Linked DNA regions of Mus musculus: region 2 is linked to region 1. The links are chromatin contacts, called in public promoter capture Hi-C maps. All regions are on one chromosome and are shown on one strand. Each heading gives the region's core, a stretch centred on a gene start, on an enhancer-like site or on the middle of the called end of the contact. The rest is flanking DNA. Distances are from core to core; before and after follow the strand shown.

Evidence for each region. Promoter capture Hi-C pulls out the DNA fragments that hold promoters and counts their contacts.
Region 2: a promoter capture Hi-C map of hippocampal neurons shows a contact between it and region 1, with 2.3 times the contacts expected there. The contact joins two enhancer-like sites. A contact is called at or near these places in 1 of 39 promoter capture datasets (hippocampal neurons) and 1 of 9 other capture datasets (adipose tissue).

The regions. Positions count from the first base shown.
Region 1 is chr14:77,576,439-77,583,824 of GRCm38.p6, forward strand. Enox1 (ecto-NOX disulfide-thiol exchanger 1) reads left to right here. Exons shown (of 19, transcript NM_172813.3): 8 at 1,174-1,347; 9 at 2,526-2,732; 10 at 5,958-6,191. Among named protein-coding and RNA genes, the nearest start is that of Gm52115, 16 kb to the right of the region's middle. Within about 2 kb of position 4,278, at least 61 of the 459 cell types and tissues checked have an H3K27ac peak or open chromatin away from gene starts, as enhancers often do. A contact at or near this core is called in adipose tissue and hippocampal neurons, where this site is marked.
Region 2 is chr14:77,791,650-77,798,880 of GRCm38.p6, forward strand. Gm1587 (predicted gene 1587) reads right to left here. Exons shown (of 3, transcript NR_157389.1): 1 at 7,141-7,231; 2 at 5,309-5,402; 3 at 2,296-3,376. Among named protein-coding and RNA genes, the nearest start is that of Gm1587, 3.7 kb to the right of the region's middle. Within about 2 kb of position 1,497, at least 26 of the 459 cell types and tissues checked have an H3K27ac peak or open chromatin away from gene starts, as enhancers often do. A contact at or near this core is called in adipose tissue and hippocampal neurons, where this site is marked.

The DNA of each region.
Region 1 (7,386 bases), core at 3,028-5,527:
CCATAAATCAATTGGTCCTATTGTGTAAGCCTGGCGTATTGCACTTAACTGACATCTATGATATCACAGACGTCAAAAGTCATCTTATTTTTATTTCTGGCTGGGACTGCTCTGTCCCTGAGCCACAGATCCTCAGTACATCCATCAATCCATCTGCTCAGACATCTGGGTTGACTCCGGATGCTGGCTCACACTGCAGTGTGCATGGGGGTGCAGGTGTCTCCAGTCATTGCCTTTGGATATATACCGACTAACGGGATCACTGGGCCCATGAAAGTTCTGGTGTTTGCTGACTTACTTATAACAGCTGCACTTATTTACACAAGGACTCTCTTTTCTCTATTCTCACCACACTTATTATCCTTTTAAAGTCCCGGTATATCACCTTTGACATTATTTGCTTCATTGTCACACTTGGAAATCAATTCAGCATTTTATATGGAAAATCTATCCTCTTTGGCTCTGTTTAGTTTTGTGGTTGTTTTCGATACAAGGCATAAAAATTTTAGAAGGGTGGGCCAAATGTTTATTGATAGAGTAAAAGGAAGAAAGTGTGATTATATAATAGGATTGGGAAATATATACAGCTAATTTTACACCTGCATGCCTCTAACCCAGCCACAGCAATTATACCCACTCTTCCATGTCAGGCTCTCCCCTAGGAGAAACGGGCTAGGTGGGACCTGGGTGATCAGTACAGAGCATGTACATATAAAGTGAACTTCCCCAAACGTAGGTCACTTGGACCAGAAGGGACTTTTGATAAAAGTAGGCTGACAATTCGATTCTCAGGGCACTTCAATGCCAAATGTTCTTTCCACATTGTAAATCATAAGGCAGTGTAAACAATGCCCTAACATTGAGGAACAGAAAATTGCATTCCCGGTAATAGCTGAGCCTCATGGCGCATGGTTTCACACTTTAATATGCTGTGTTCTGTTCTGCCGCGCTAATATTTTAAGTAATATAACTTCCTTTTTGTAGAATTGTAGGTTCTACATTGTACACTTTCTCTCCTTTACCCTTCTAGAATAGCTTTCTGTAATTCTACATCGTATGCCAAGAGAAACTCCAGAGGAAGAGGAAATATAAAGTTAACCAGTCCGTGGGAGACAGTAACGCAAACAGAACCAACAATGTCTAACCAACGTGTTGTCTTGTATGCTTTCACAGACTCAATCTGCGTGCCGGGCTTCGATCCAGGCCTCAACATGATGACTGGAATCACCCCCATTAACCCGATGATACCCGGTCTGGGGCTGGTACCACCCCCACCCCCAACGGAAGTGGCTGTCGTCAAGGAAATAATCCACTGCAAAAGCTGTACTCTTTTCCCCCAAAATCCAAGTAAGTGGGAGGGAGAAGCAGCTGCCTGACATATTCCTTTTCCTTTGTAAATAGTATTGGGTTCATTTCCAGATGTGCGATGTGCTACCCAAGGCTGTGTCTCTACATTAGGACAGGTACACAAGGATGTGTCCATGCATTCAGCTGTCCAGCCACTGGATAAGTACCATGAAGCCAGTGAGCTCGGAGAGTTTATGTGTAACACTAAGAGTCTTTCCTGTGTGCAGCGAACTAGCATTTTCTGGAATGCCTCATGTGAAATCTGGCAGCTTCTCTCTCCACCTCCACAAACGGGAGAGAAAGTCTCAAGTGTGTTTTACTAGATAGAACCGTGAATTAATCTGGCAGGTGGCAATTTGGGGGAAAGGTGAGAGGCAGGAAGAACACGCATCTCAGAATTTCTGGGCTAAGTCACGTTCACTTGAAGGACCTATATATTTGATTAATTTAGCCTCTGATGCTAAGTTTATAGGCTTACATACCTGGAAATTTTTTTAAAAAAAATTCGTATTAATCAGTGTTGCCTACTTGAACTGGACTTCTCAGGAGATAGCTGTAGTAATCTACATACAAACTTGGCAAACTGTTGTGACAGCATACACTATCTTTTCACACAGCCTCCTCAAAATTTAATAGTGTGCTCATTTAAATGTGAATAATAACCAAGGCTTTTCCCAGACTCAGCATCTTTGCAGCCAGGTAAGTATTGTTGCATGCTCTCTCGTGGGCTGTGTTTCCCTCGTCCCACGATGCTGCCCCCTTTATCTGGCAAGAAGACAAAGCAGCAGCAAGCCAGGCCTTTTCATCATGTGTCATTTCATCGCGCTTTGTACTTGTGACGCTCTCTCCCTCCTCTTTTTCTTCTTCTGGGTGTCTGTGTATGAAAGAGAAATGAAATTATGCTAACACGTGTTATCTTTTTCCTGGACAAGCACAGCCACTCTGTGCAGAAATGAACATGAGAAATAAAGGGGGGGGGTTGACGGGGAGGGGAGAAGATCAGGAAACATGATGGGGGAGGGGAGGGAGGAGTAGCCATGGGGTTGGGGAGACATAACTTGCTATAAAAATGACTGTGTCTCAGTCTGGAGACAACTCTGCAAGTGGAACCTTTGCCCTGTGAACCTGGTAAAGAGCCGATCGATAAAAAGACAAAACTCTTCTCATTGTGATCTTAGATCTTCCACCTCCTTCCACAAGAGAACGACCTCCAGGGTGTAAGACTGTGTTTGTTGGAGGATTACCAGAAAATGCAACGGAAGAAATTATTCAAGAAGTCTTTGAGCAGTGTGGAGATATCACAGCCATCCGAAAGAGCAAGAAGAATTTCTGTCACATTCGCTTTGCCGAGGAATTCATGGTTGACAAAGCCATTTACCTCTCTGGTACCTTGCTTTAGTAAAAGGGGGTTTGCTCTCTATCCTGTCTTCTGTCTTCTGATGTTACTGTGAGCTCCTTCCCTTTTGCCTTAATACACACACAATAAGTCCTGGTAGCGTGGGGGCTGGGGAAGGAGGCATTCACCTTTCAGCTTGGCTGCCACGGGGCTCTTTGTTAAGCCTGTGCCTCTCTCCACAGGCAGGTTTGCCTACCATCTAGTCTCAAGGAATTCCACAGAGTTTCTAATTAATGTTCTCAAGTGCGTATTAGATGAAAAGCAATATTTTGAGTACTGAGGACCATTATTATTATTGGATGTAATCCTCTGGGGGGGAGTAAAGTACTCTCTCAGAATAATTTCAGTTTCTTAAAAGTGCATTTCCAATCTTCACCCCGGGGTGTGGGGGGGTGTGGGGGGAAGCAAGATCCCCTTCTTGCAGGGAATGTGTTCCTGGGCCTGTGACAGGCCCTCTGTCCTCACACACAGCTGCCTGCTCTACCATCATTATCCGGAGGACCAGGCTTTAGGAGAAGTTTACACATGTGAAAAGGAAGCCTAGTGCTGCCTTCAGCTTTCTGGGTTTCTATAGGAAAAGTCTGACTAGGTGCACGGAAGCCTCAGTCAAACCAAAGGACACCGAGGCTAATGTTACCGTGGTACTTTGGAAGTATTTAGTTTTAGGTTACCCTCCCTGCCCTTTGCTGCTCCTCCAGCGACATTAGTGCCATCTGCCACCCTGCAGACTGCCTACCTAACTCAGAGCAAAGGTAACCCCCCCCCCCTGGGGTGGGAAAGAATCAAGTGAAACCTGGGCTCCACCCCCAGGTTTTCCTGATGTCTGCAGCCAGTCTCCATTGCCTTTCATTCTGTGTGAACCCCTGACAGGTTGAGGTTATCCCAGTACCTCAGAGACCTTGCCCAAGACGGGGATCCAGAGAATGTTAAATCCCTTACTGTACTTAAGCTCTCAACGAGAAACATAAAGTCTGGACATTCCACAGTGGAAATGAATAAAGATATTTTACCACACGCACAGTGGCACCCATCTCCTGGAGAGAGGAGGGCGTGGCTTTCCATCTCCCTAACCCAGATAAATTGTCATACTACTTCCACCTGTGGGTGGAATAGTCGGTTTACCAGCAGGACTCCTAGGTGAGGTCGATCACGTGTGTATGAAGCACACTGTGGGGATCTCTGAGTGTCAGACTGTTCTTAACAAAACAAACCCGGTCAGGATAAAGGACAGATGGTTCTTTCTGTCAGTGCCTGCCTGGAAATCTGGGTTCTTAGTCACTATAGTCAATCAAACTATTACTCAATGCTAAGACACTAACTTCACCCTGCGTGACTGAAGAATCGAGTAGGCGAATGTCCTTTAAAACACTAACACAAGCCAACTTTAAGACCAAACAGAAAACTTCGAAGACGCTAACAAAGATGAACAGTGCCAAATATATAGACATATGGAGGGAAATAGAGACTAGACAAACTCTGACGCTTCTTGGTAGCTCTTTTGAATCGGGAGGAAACACAGGCTCCACCCACTTCAAGCCTTTCACTGCCTCAGTGCAGAGAAGTCTCCAGCTTTGCTAGGGTGGTCTCTGCAGCTGAGACAGTCTGAAACCCAAGCTGTTGGGGGAAGGGACAGGAAGGAGAGAAGGTTACCACCACCACCACCCCTGTAATCTCCAGCAAGCCCAGCTGGAAAGCCTAATTTTAGGAGCACTTTCACATTTGAGGGCCAGGCTAAGTTTAGCCTCAGCCTCATCAGAGTCTTTTAATGCTGTAATGATGAAGCTCTGATGAAAGAGGACCAGAAAGGTTTTAGAGAGCCGGTTCTCTGGAATATGAGCAGAGAAAGTTGTTCCGACCAACTCAGACAGCTGGCCAGGACACAGCCTGCTGACGTCACTTTCCACAGCCCACCACCAAGTCAGCACTAATTCTGTTCACGTGTGGGCGGCTGTTTGCACCCAAGATGGGTACTGTTTTGTTTCCACCATCCTGTTGAAACCTGGAAGAGAGTTCAGTCTGATGAGATCTGTAGCAAGCACATTTGTAACTTTTTAAAAAGTGTAAAGTGCCCTGCTGGGGGAAAAGCCAGCTTCCATGGGGATTTGTGACTGGGCTTTAACTCAAATCCTACTGGGTAAGGATTGAAATGGTCCAGGACAAGGTGCAGGCAGCACAGCACAGCCTAGCTCTTCCCAAGTGCAGCTCATCTGCAAATCCCTTGCAAAGCAGAGGTGCTTATTTTTGCTCCCTTTCTCTAGCAGCCCCCCCTCCCAGATATGCTCCTGCTAAGACCTGAATTGATGTTGTGAAAATCTGAGTACTCCAAACTGAAGAATCAATCACCGTGCTGTGCTTTCAATTCTTCTAAATTTGAAGTTAGGCTGGCTGGCAGCATCCAGTCCTGTGTTGACCCCTCACGACCTCTCTCCCCCCTCATCCCCAATCACTATAAGATAGGTAGTGCTCAGTAAGTCCTCCCTTCCCCCTAAAGGTTCCCCCCTCCCCCCCTTTTCCTTTCTGGCCTAACTTTGGGCCCTTGCACAAGCCTATTGTGGCCTTCAAAGACTGCACAGATAATTTGTGTGGTCGTGCAGGCTGGATGAGGTACTGTGGGGCCTCTTGATTGAAGGTAACATATTCTCCCGCATGCCCCAGAGGATAAGTGGGAATAAAACAACATTGCAAAATTGCCTGGGTAATTGTGGCTTTGGTAGCGGCAGAGAAAAAAACCAGAGCGGCAGTGTTTGCTAGGGGAATGAGCAATAGGCTCCGAGTAAAGTTCTGAAATTTACTTTCCGGGCCCCTTCAAATATCATGGATGTTCTGTATTTACTCATACCCTGCCTCTTTGAAAAAGAATTTTTAAGAGTGCACATGCAATAGAGTTATAGAACATTGAAAACAAAAAGCAAGACAGACCCCCCCCCGACCCCCCCCCCAAGCCAAAGGGAGGAAGGCGTGGCCAGGATTTAGTGCTCGGTTAATGGTGCAACAGGAGCACTGTGAGGGTCCCTCTGGGAAAGTAACGTGGGGGGGGGGGGGAAGGGAGGTATATTTACCTCCACATCTGTGCTTAATGATTAAGTCTTTAAAAGGATACCTGCTTCCCATCCCCCAGAGACAAAAAGGTATCTTCTCTCCTGAGGCACAGTTGCTTAGCTTGTGGGAAATGTGTCCCCTGACTGGAGGTGACCTGGCTTTCCACTGCTTCTAGGTTACAGAATGCGATTAGGGTCGAGCACGGATAAAAAGGATTCCGGCCGCCTGCACGTGGATTTTGCTCAGGCCAGGGATGACTTCTATGAGTGGGAATGCAAGCAAAGGATGCGCGCCCGGGAGGAGCGGCATCGACGCAAACTGGAAGAGGACAGGCTGCGGCCTCCCTCGCCGCCGGCCATCATGCACTACTCGGAGCACGAAGCTGCCCTGCTGGCTGACAAACTGAAAGGTAAAGGGGGTGTGGGGGGGGGCGAGCTAGGATCTGCAGACCTCTGGGTTCCATCATCGGGCTAGGGACAGAGCCATTGCTTAGTCAGGCTCTCCTGTATGAAGGTCGGAAGGGCGGGGGTGGGGTGGGGGTGGGGGTGGGCCTCTGCAATGCCAGCAGCAGCCTGTGGTCCCCAGGAGGTGCTTAGTGAGTCAGGGCAGTGGCCTCACCGAGAAGTTGACCTTGTCTAGTGCTCTCTGAGTTCTGTGGACCATGTAGTTCTACCAGACACTGAAAGTGTTTCCAAGACATCTTACACACGATGTCTAGGGTTTGTAGAAGAGAAAAGAGAAATGTAGACAGGTCCCCTGTCCTAGAGGTGGAGTCGAAGGAACCTTCTCACACCTACAGATGAGTAACAATAGAAAAAGTAAGTCCTTAATTTTTGCCGGGGCCTTCCCTGGGTTGGAGAGTGAAGAAAATAAAGGATCCAAAGAAATAAGGATTAGACCTGCTGAACTTCAGTGATGACCAGGAAGGCAGGTTTTGAAATTAGTGTATGTATGGAGGCGAGGAGATGCACACATATATGCCTGTGTTGGGGTCTAGGGCTACTAGAGACCAAATGAATGAGCTGAATGATATCTGTTTTATATGACTATCTTATATGACTATTTTTATGACTGGCATTTTATAGGCAGTTGGTAGGAGGTGAACAGCACTCCTGAGGGTGCTGGCTACCAACAGTACTGTAGTGGGTCACAGTTTCTACAGGCAGGTGACTACAAGTAACTGAATGACTTTGAGCAAAGCTGATAGCCCTCCGTGTGGGAGCAAGGCATCCACAACATGCTTTGGGAATGCCAGCAAGTGTAACCTGAGCAAGGAAAGGGGTTGAGAATATCTTCAAAGAGCAGGCAGGATTTGAACTTGTTGGGATAAACAAGAGGTCTTTCTCCCAAGTTAGAAAGGTTCACAGAGGCAATCTAACCAGAGCCCGGAGCCCTAAGAACAAAGATGTACCAGAAACAAAGAGGATTTGGTTTGGGCACTGTGTTCCTAAAGCAAGGTGAAGCTGGAGAGTGTCTCAACCAGATGGTGAAGCCCCAAGGCTATTGCCTAGTTTGGCTGTGCCCTGTAAACAGTGAAGAGATGGCTTCATGGATTCCTGACGAAAGGAGAGATGTGATTGGTTCTTGGCAAGAGTGGGAGAATG
Region 2 (7,231 bases), core at 247-2,746, 210 kb after region 1:
TATAGGATCCATTCAGGTGCTATCCTCTGAATGACAGGGCAATGCTTTTAGAACCTCTGAGGAGAGGTCCCCCTCTCTGCTTTTTCCTTTCTTTATCCAAAGTGCCTGAAAGTTTTAGAAGGTTTCCTCCCAGTTATCTGTTTCTGTGAACAACAACAACTAGAGGTCCATGCCATGAGAAATCTTCCTTGTACCTAGGCAAGCTAGCAAGTCATATGGACATACATGGCTACCTAGGGTACTGTTTGGGGACCACTGGCAGGCTTGAAACTGTACAGCTTCCAAGAAGGAAGAGTGTTTGTGAGATCAACAAGGTGGCTTCAGGTAAGATATCCTCGCCACCAGTCATATCCTACCTCTGTAAGAATGTTCCAGCATGGAACCCAGCAAATTATTTACCTCAGACTTGTTACCGCACCACTCCACTCTATAACCTCATAAACTTCTACCTACCTGTGCCATCTTGGCCAGCCTGCTTTCACCGTAGACTGGAACAACAAGAATCAAAGAAATGTTCCTTGCTTCTGAGATGGACTTCTCCCCTCGCCCCCTTGCCCCTGGAGAAAGTACTAAACTTCCCCCTCATATCTAAGACCACCCCCTTCTCCTATCACCTCAGTTCTAGTTCGGAAGCTTCTTAAAGTGTTTTCTTGGGCTGGTGAGATGGCTCAACGGGTAAGGGCACTGACTGCTCTCCCGAAGGTCCTGAGTTCAAATCCCAGCAACCACATGATGGCACACAACCACCCATAATGAGATCTGACGCCCTCTTCTGGTGTGTCAGAAGATAGCCGCAGTGTACTTATATATAATAATAAGTGTTTTCCTTGTTTTTTCCCCACCCCCACCCCCACTCTCCTTTTCTCTGGCTAAGATAAAGCTTTGCCTACTTAGTGTAGGCTTTCATTGGTCCTGAGACTCTGAGAAGGGAAAAGGGACCCTTTCGGAGGTCGACAGTGATATTGGTAGTAGAAGGCTAGTTATTGAAGGGCCAGGGATAGCCTGAAGTAGCAGCATAGGCTGAGTCCTACGTGGATTTGGCCACCAGATTCTCATAAATGGCAACCTTATAGCCTTGAGTGTCATAAAGCAATTCCTGCAATGTCACCCTCCCTGCCACCTTGCAGCAAACTCCTCTAGGTGACCCAGCCTCTATTCTCCTGCAATTGTTTGTTCCTCCCTGTAGGAGTTTCTGCACAGAAGTTCCTTTTTCTGGTTGTAAGCTTGAATAGCCAGGCCTTAGCCAGGTGCTATGGAGGGATTCAACCCTGCTGACACCAGAAAAATGAGGCCTGGTATTTTCTTTTTTCTCTAGAATGGGAGAGAGGAAGCTCTCAATACCACCTGGGGGCCAAGAGAAGGAGCCTTAGCCCTACCTACACCCACTGAGCTGAAGCACCCAGTTTTAATAAACTGTTTCTCCTACTGGGAGACATGTGCTCATTAACATCTGAAGCGATCTTCTCTTTCAGTAGAAAGCAGAAAGGTACAGGCATCTGGTTGACATTCGTATGCTGATGTCATTGACATTAGCAGAGAAGCACAGGGCTAGACACCCCTTCCTACAACCCATCTGCTGTTTGTGAGCCTCGCGATTCAAAAATAGTTCCTAACCTTTTTGGTTAATTCTTCGGATGGTATTTTCTTTAAAATTTATCTGATGAGTTAGACATAATTTTAAAAATTAGTTTCTAAAAGGTTCTGCGTTCATCCTCTCTCATCTGTTTTCAGTAGAGCATATGGCTGAAACAGATCGAGTCCCTGGCAGAGAGAACCCGTATGATCTCGGCTGGCTTTTGAAAGCTGCTCTCCAGCAAGGCACTCTGACGCCACAGGGTCAGTGTCCTCCCAGGCACAGGCCCTTGTGTGAAGCAGGTGGCCCGAAAGCACTAGAAGCTGAAAATCACAGCGACAAGGTGTCATTTCCGGAGACCAGGCTGGCCTCGAACTCACAGAGATCTGCCTGCCTCTGCCTCCCAAGTGCTGGGACTAAAGGTGTGTGCTACAGTGCTTTTACCTCAATTTACCATGAAAGTTGGAAATCCTAACGAGAAGTCTCTTCAGCATTTCCAGAGATTATCCTTTGTAGACTGTACCTGGTTTAAAATGTGAAACGAGACTTTGGAAAGAAGGTGATGGAACATTCTCCAAAACTCAAAACATAAACGAGATATAAATCCGATTTTTTTAATTTTTGGAGTTTTTTGTTTTTGTTGTTCAGTTACTGTTCAAAAAGCTTTCAAGACAAGAATTCAACACACTATTTCTTTAGCGTGTATTTCAACACTTTATTTCCAGGACCTCTTCCCTAGCAAGGGACAGTACCCCATCAACTTCCTAGCCACCGAGCTTCAAAACCTTATGAAGAAAGTGAAGCAAAACCCACCCCCAAACCTCACATGAGGCACGACCATCCCAGAACACGGAAGTAATCCGTCTGCTTGTTCACAAAATGGCTTCCTGCAAAATGCATGCTCAGACATAAGCATGCAAGACCATTTTTTTTTTCCTGATCTGAATTGCAAGTCCAGCCCAAGAAACTTACACATTTGCATGAAATACTCTTAACAAGTGCTTCCCAGGTGAGAAGTTTTAAATGAATGTTTTTGTTTTGTTTTGGCCAGAGGAGACAGAAAAATGGCTGCAGCTGGTCAAGGGTTATATTTCTTACAGCCAGGAGATTCCAATCTGTTTCTTTACCTCCATGGGATCAATAAACAGCCAGGCTGATATACATCAAACTGCTTTGGTCTTGCCAGTATATACTCTCATGCACATGAACACACACACATACACACACACACTCAGGATTTCTTGGCTCCCCTCAAGGTAGAGCCATTCCAAATCCTGACATCACTGAAATATGTACAGGAACGGAAGCAATAAAGAGAGGAACACAAGAGAGAGAGAGGGAAACTCTGCCTGCTCTGGATGTGCCCTCGAGACAGTTGTTCCTACAGTGCAGGCTTTGTTCTTGTGCAATCGAAACACAGACCAAATTCAACTCTGTCAGCAAAGATACTGGCATAGTCACCCCAGATGGGACTGGTAAGAAAAACGACCTGTGTGAGATCTGAGGGAGCAGGCAATCACGGTTAGTCATAAACCCCCTCCAAGGGCCCAAGATCTGCAGAACACAAGGATTGAAGCGGCTTGAATGCTGTAATCTCCATTTATAGACTTCCCCAGGCCTCCACCCAGGCCTCACAGCTATGCCTGTCCCTATACCTCAGCCAAAGCTTCAGCACTTGGTCACAAAGAGGAAGGCACAGCATGGGATGACGCAGGATCCCAGAGCTTCTTCTTGGAAGTAGGATTCTGGGAAATGCCTTGTCTACTTCCAGGAAGAGCTTCATTGACCACATGTTCTTCTCGGCTGTAGGATAAGAAGCTTGGGTGAGAAGGTAAGGCGGGACAATTCTGCCATCTCTCCAACTCTCATTAGTTTATTTTTTTTCTCTTCAGACTTCGTGGAAAAGAGAATTAAGAATAGTAAAATTGAATATCCCTAATCTGAAGTCCGAACAACACCCAAATCTAAAACTTTCTGAGCACTCAAACTATCACACTGTGTATTCAATGATTCTAAGTCTTAATTTTTCCCCCCTCAGCTCTGAAGCTCCAAGCATTTCAGATAAGGCATCCTCACGCTGCTTCCAATGGAGGGTGTTTGTTGATTTGCTGTGAGATGTGGGTGTTACTGATGTTGGCAAGGGAAACGCTTGGTAGAAAGAGGAACTTTGGCTCAGTTCTTCAGGACCTCGTGCACTTAGGAGGACACAGAAAAAATGAATGGCTTTTCCCCACATCACACATGGGGAAGTCCTATAGCTCAGGAAGGAAGGAAAAGATCTCCAAGGAGGGAGGTACTTCTCAGAACTACTTCCTCAAAAAGAGTCCACCCCTCATGAGCGCTAAAGGACAAGTTAGGATGACAACCTAGTACGCACTTGGCAATAGATTTGGTTCCTTGGGCAGACAATAGTGTCCTGGGTTTGAAAGCAGGTTCTGAACACCTCACAGCCTGAGTGGACCTCTCCCTGAATCTGTAACTTGAGAATAGTATGCAGTGTAGGAAAACCACCACAAGACACACAGCGCTCACAGTAATGCCCCTTCCAATAAAGCGTGTCCTCTACTGGTTTGCAGACAGAGCTAGATTCTAAGCTGGCTACAACAGACAGATATTTAAAAACAATCCCAAAGGGTGAAGGTTGGAGTGGTTCTGTTTGCCACTTGCCCAGCTTGGCATTTTAGAAGAAAAAGCAAGCCAGCTCTCCAGGGCCTGGCATTAAGGAAAGGAAAAAATCTTGCTGGTTTCCTTTTGTGTCCTCGGTCTTTGAGGGGGACTTAAGGAGTCCCTCAACCAGTAAAGGGGAAGAGAGAAAGAAAGCCTGGTGCAGCATCCTGCCCAGCTGGCCTGCTGGCAGCACACAGACAACACTGCTGGGGTCCTTGTTAAAGTTCCAGCCCATCTCACATACATTGCCTTTTACCCTCTTAGCCTCACACTGCTGCCATTCTGGTCCCCCAAAGTCAGGTCTCCAGACTGTTTTAAGCTCCAGAACAGCAGATATAGTGAGATATAGATCAGGGCCATCAGAGAATTGGGCTGGCTAGGAAAGTGCTTGTGTTTGCAACATCCATGAGTTGTCAGAGTTAGCAAGCCAAACTATGAAATGTCAAATTAAATTTGAATTTTACATATACTTCTTTCTCCTAGAGTACAACTATGTCCCAGGGGTTATGTGGAGCATTATTATATTAATATTTTTGTTTTGTGTTTTGAGACAGGGTTTTGCTATGTAGCAAGGCTGCCCTTTCCAATGTGTACCCCACCCCCAACCCTTCTGCCCTGCCTCCCGAGTACTGGATGACATGTAGTGTGCTTTGTGATTCTGGCTCTACGCTATTTCAGCTGCTCTGAAATTCAGAAGTATGTCTGCATCCTGTATTTGTGTCTCAATTCTTTCATTTGGGCTTTTTCTTGGTTTATTTCTTGTGGCAGGGTCTCAGACTGTAGCCCGAGCTGGCCTGGAACTCATTATGCGATTCAGAATGACCTCATACTTCCAGCAATCCCTACCATCCCAAACACTAAGACACTGTACTGCAAGTTACTACCATTCTTTAAAAATAATTGTGTGTGTGTGTGTGTGTGTGTTCATTGTAAATATGTAAATCTGTGGTGGGGCTATACAAGCACATGCTTGCACATGCCTGTAGAGGCCAGAGATCACCAGTGTCTTCTTCAATGGGCTCCCCTTTATCTTTTAAGACACAGCCTCTCGATGAACCTTGAACTCACCAATTGGCTTGGTTGGCTGCTCAATGAGAGCCAGGGACTCTGCTGTTTCCATCCTTACACAGGGTGGTGGGGTTCGACATGTGTGCTTGCATACCTGTATGTAAAAAACCTGAACTTAGGCCCTTATGCTTTTGTGGAAGACAATCGGCTGACGAACCATCCCAGCAACCCGTATCCAGTATTCTTGTCCAGTATTCTTCTTCTTCTACTCAAGTCATGGCCTCACTATGCAGTCTTGACTGGCCTAGAACTCCCTTTGTAGACAAGGCTTTACTGGAACTCACAGAGATCCACCTGCCTCTGCTTCTGCAGTGTTGGGATTAAAAAAAGAAAGCCACACACAGCTGGACATTATTATACTAAAAGATGACGACCGTTTACTGAAACCCACATTTAACAGGCTTTCCACATAGTCTTTCTACCAAGCTACCATACACACATACTTGACCAAACCGGCATAGCTGTCTCCTTCTACCCTGCCATTCAAACCACAGGACCAACTGCAGCCAAAGTCTCAACATCTCAGGCCACCACCTACAATACCAGGACTTTCATAATCTGTTCCCTTTCTGCTGGCTCTCTCCTTACTCAACTTTGAACACGGTCAAGCATGGCGTAGTTGCTGATAGAGGCGAGTGCTTACGTAGCTCTCGAGATTGTTCACAGACCCACATCCCATCTGTGTTCCACACACTTAAACCTCCTCCCTTCTGTCAATACCCTCCCCAATGGCTTCTATTAGTTTCAAGGTGAAGCGCCCTGGGGAAGCTGGGATGAGTTTATTCTCACTCATTTGCCCTGGCATTGTGTTGTCAGGGACTTTTCATAGTTCTTGGTAGGCATGAATGGATACCTTTCTGTTTTTGTAAGATGCGATACACTTAGATTTTTGCATGTTTTCTGAGCACCTCAGCCATGTGGTTAGTGAATGAAACAATCTTTGTCATTACTTGGACTTTGTTGACGGGAACGACAAACTCCACACTGGCAGATTGTACGGCATACATAAGTAGGATGAGAGCAGAGGTTCGCTTACCTTCCCTTTTCCTATAGCTTCAAAATCTCCCAAATGACAGGCATCTGCTTCCAGGAGCAGAGAGACGCCACTTGGCCTTTGATTTTCAAAGGCCATAGCTTTGAAAACACCTTTTCCCAACTCCTTTGGTTATTAGCGGAGACCCAAAGTCTTAGAAAGGTCTTTGAAAGGCAGGAGACACCACATCCCCACCCACCGTGTCTGACATTGCTCCTCTTTGCCCCCCTGCACCAACAGCACTGGCTAACAAATCACCACTCCCCAAGCAGGCCATCTCCTCCCCGCCATGGCTGTTCCTTCTGTCCTCTGCTATTCAGGAGCTCGCTGCAATGACACCTACATCGAGGTCTTCCCTGAGTATCTTCTCTACGGCTAGATTCCCCCTGGAAGCTTCTACCCTGCTTCCTCTCCCCCCCCCCCAAGTTTTTTGTGTACTGCTCCACCCCTTCCCACTGGACTGTGAACTCCAATGATCGGGGATTTTAAAGTTTGTTCTCTCCAGCGTCTCCATCTCCAAGAATACAATAAGCAGCCTATATATGTTTAAGCGAATACATTGGGTTTTTTTTTCTTGTATATTTTCACAAAAAAAAAATAGAAGAAAATGGGTAACTTCCACCTATTTATTCTTTGATGTCAATGGACAGGTCCTCTCTGAAGACTACCTGTTCTATGATTAGAGAACAATACCTCAAGAGAATTTAGGCCACAGTGAGTTCTGGTCCTTCAAACACAATCAGTGCTTGGGTAAACTTAGTGACTGGATGCAAAAGGCACATTTGAGAAGCATGCATACCTTCAGACTGAATAACCAGCCCTGGGATGAATGCTGCTGCCCTTCGCCTTCCTCTGGCCGAGGTGGGGTCTGCATGTTGAACTGTGCATGC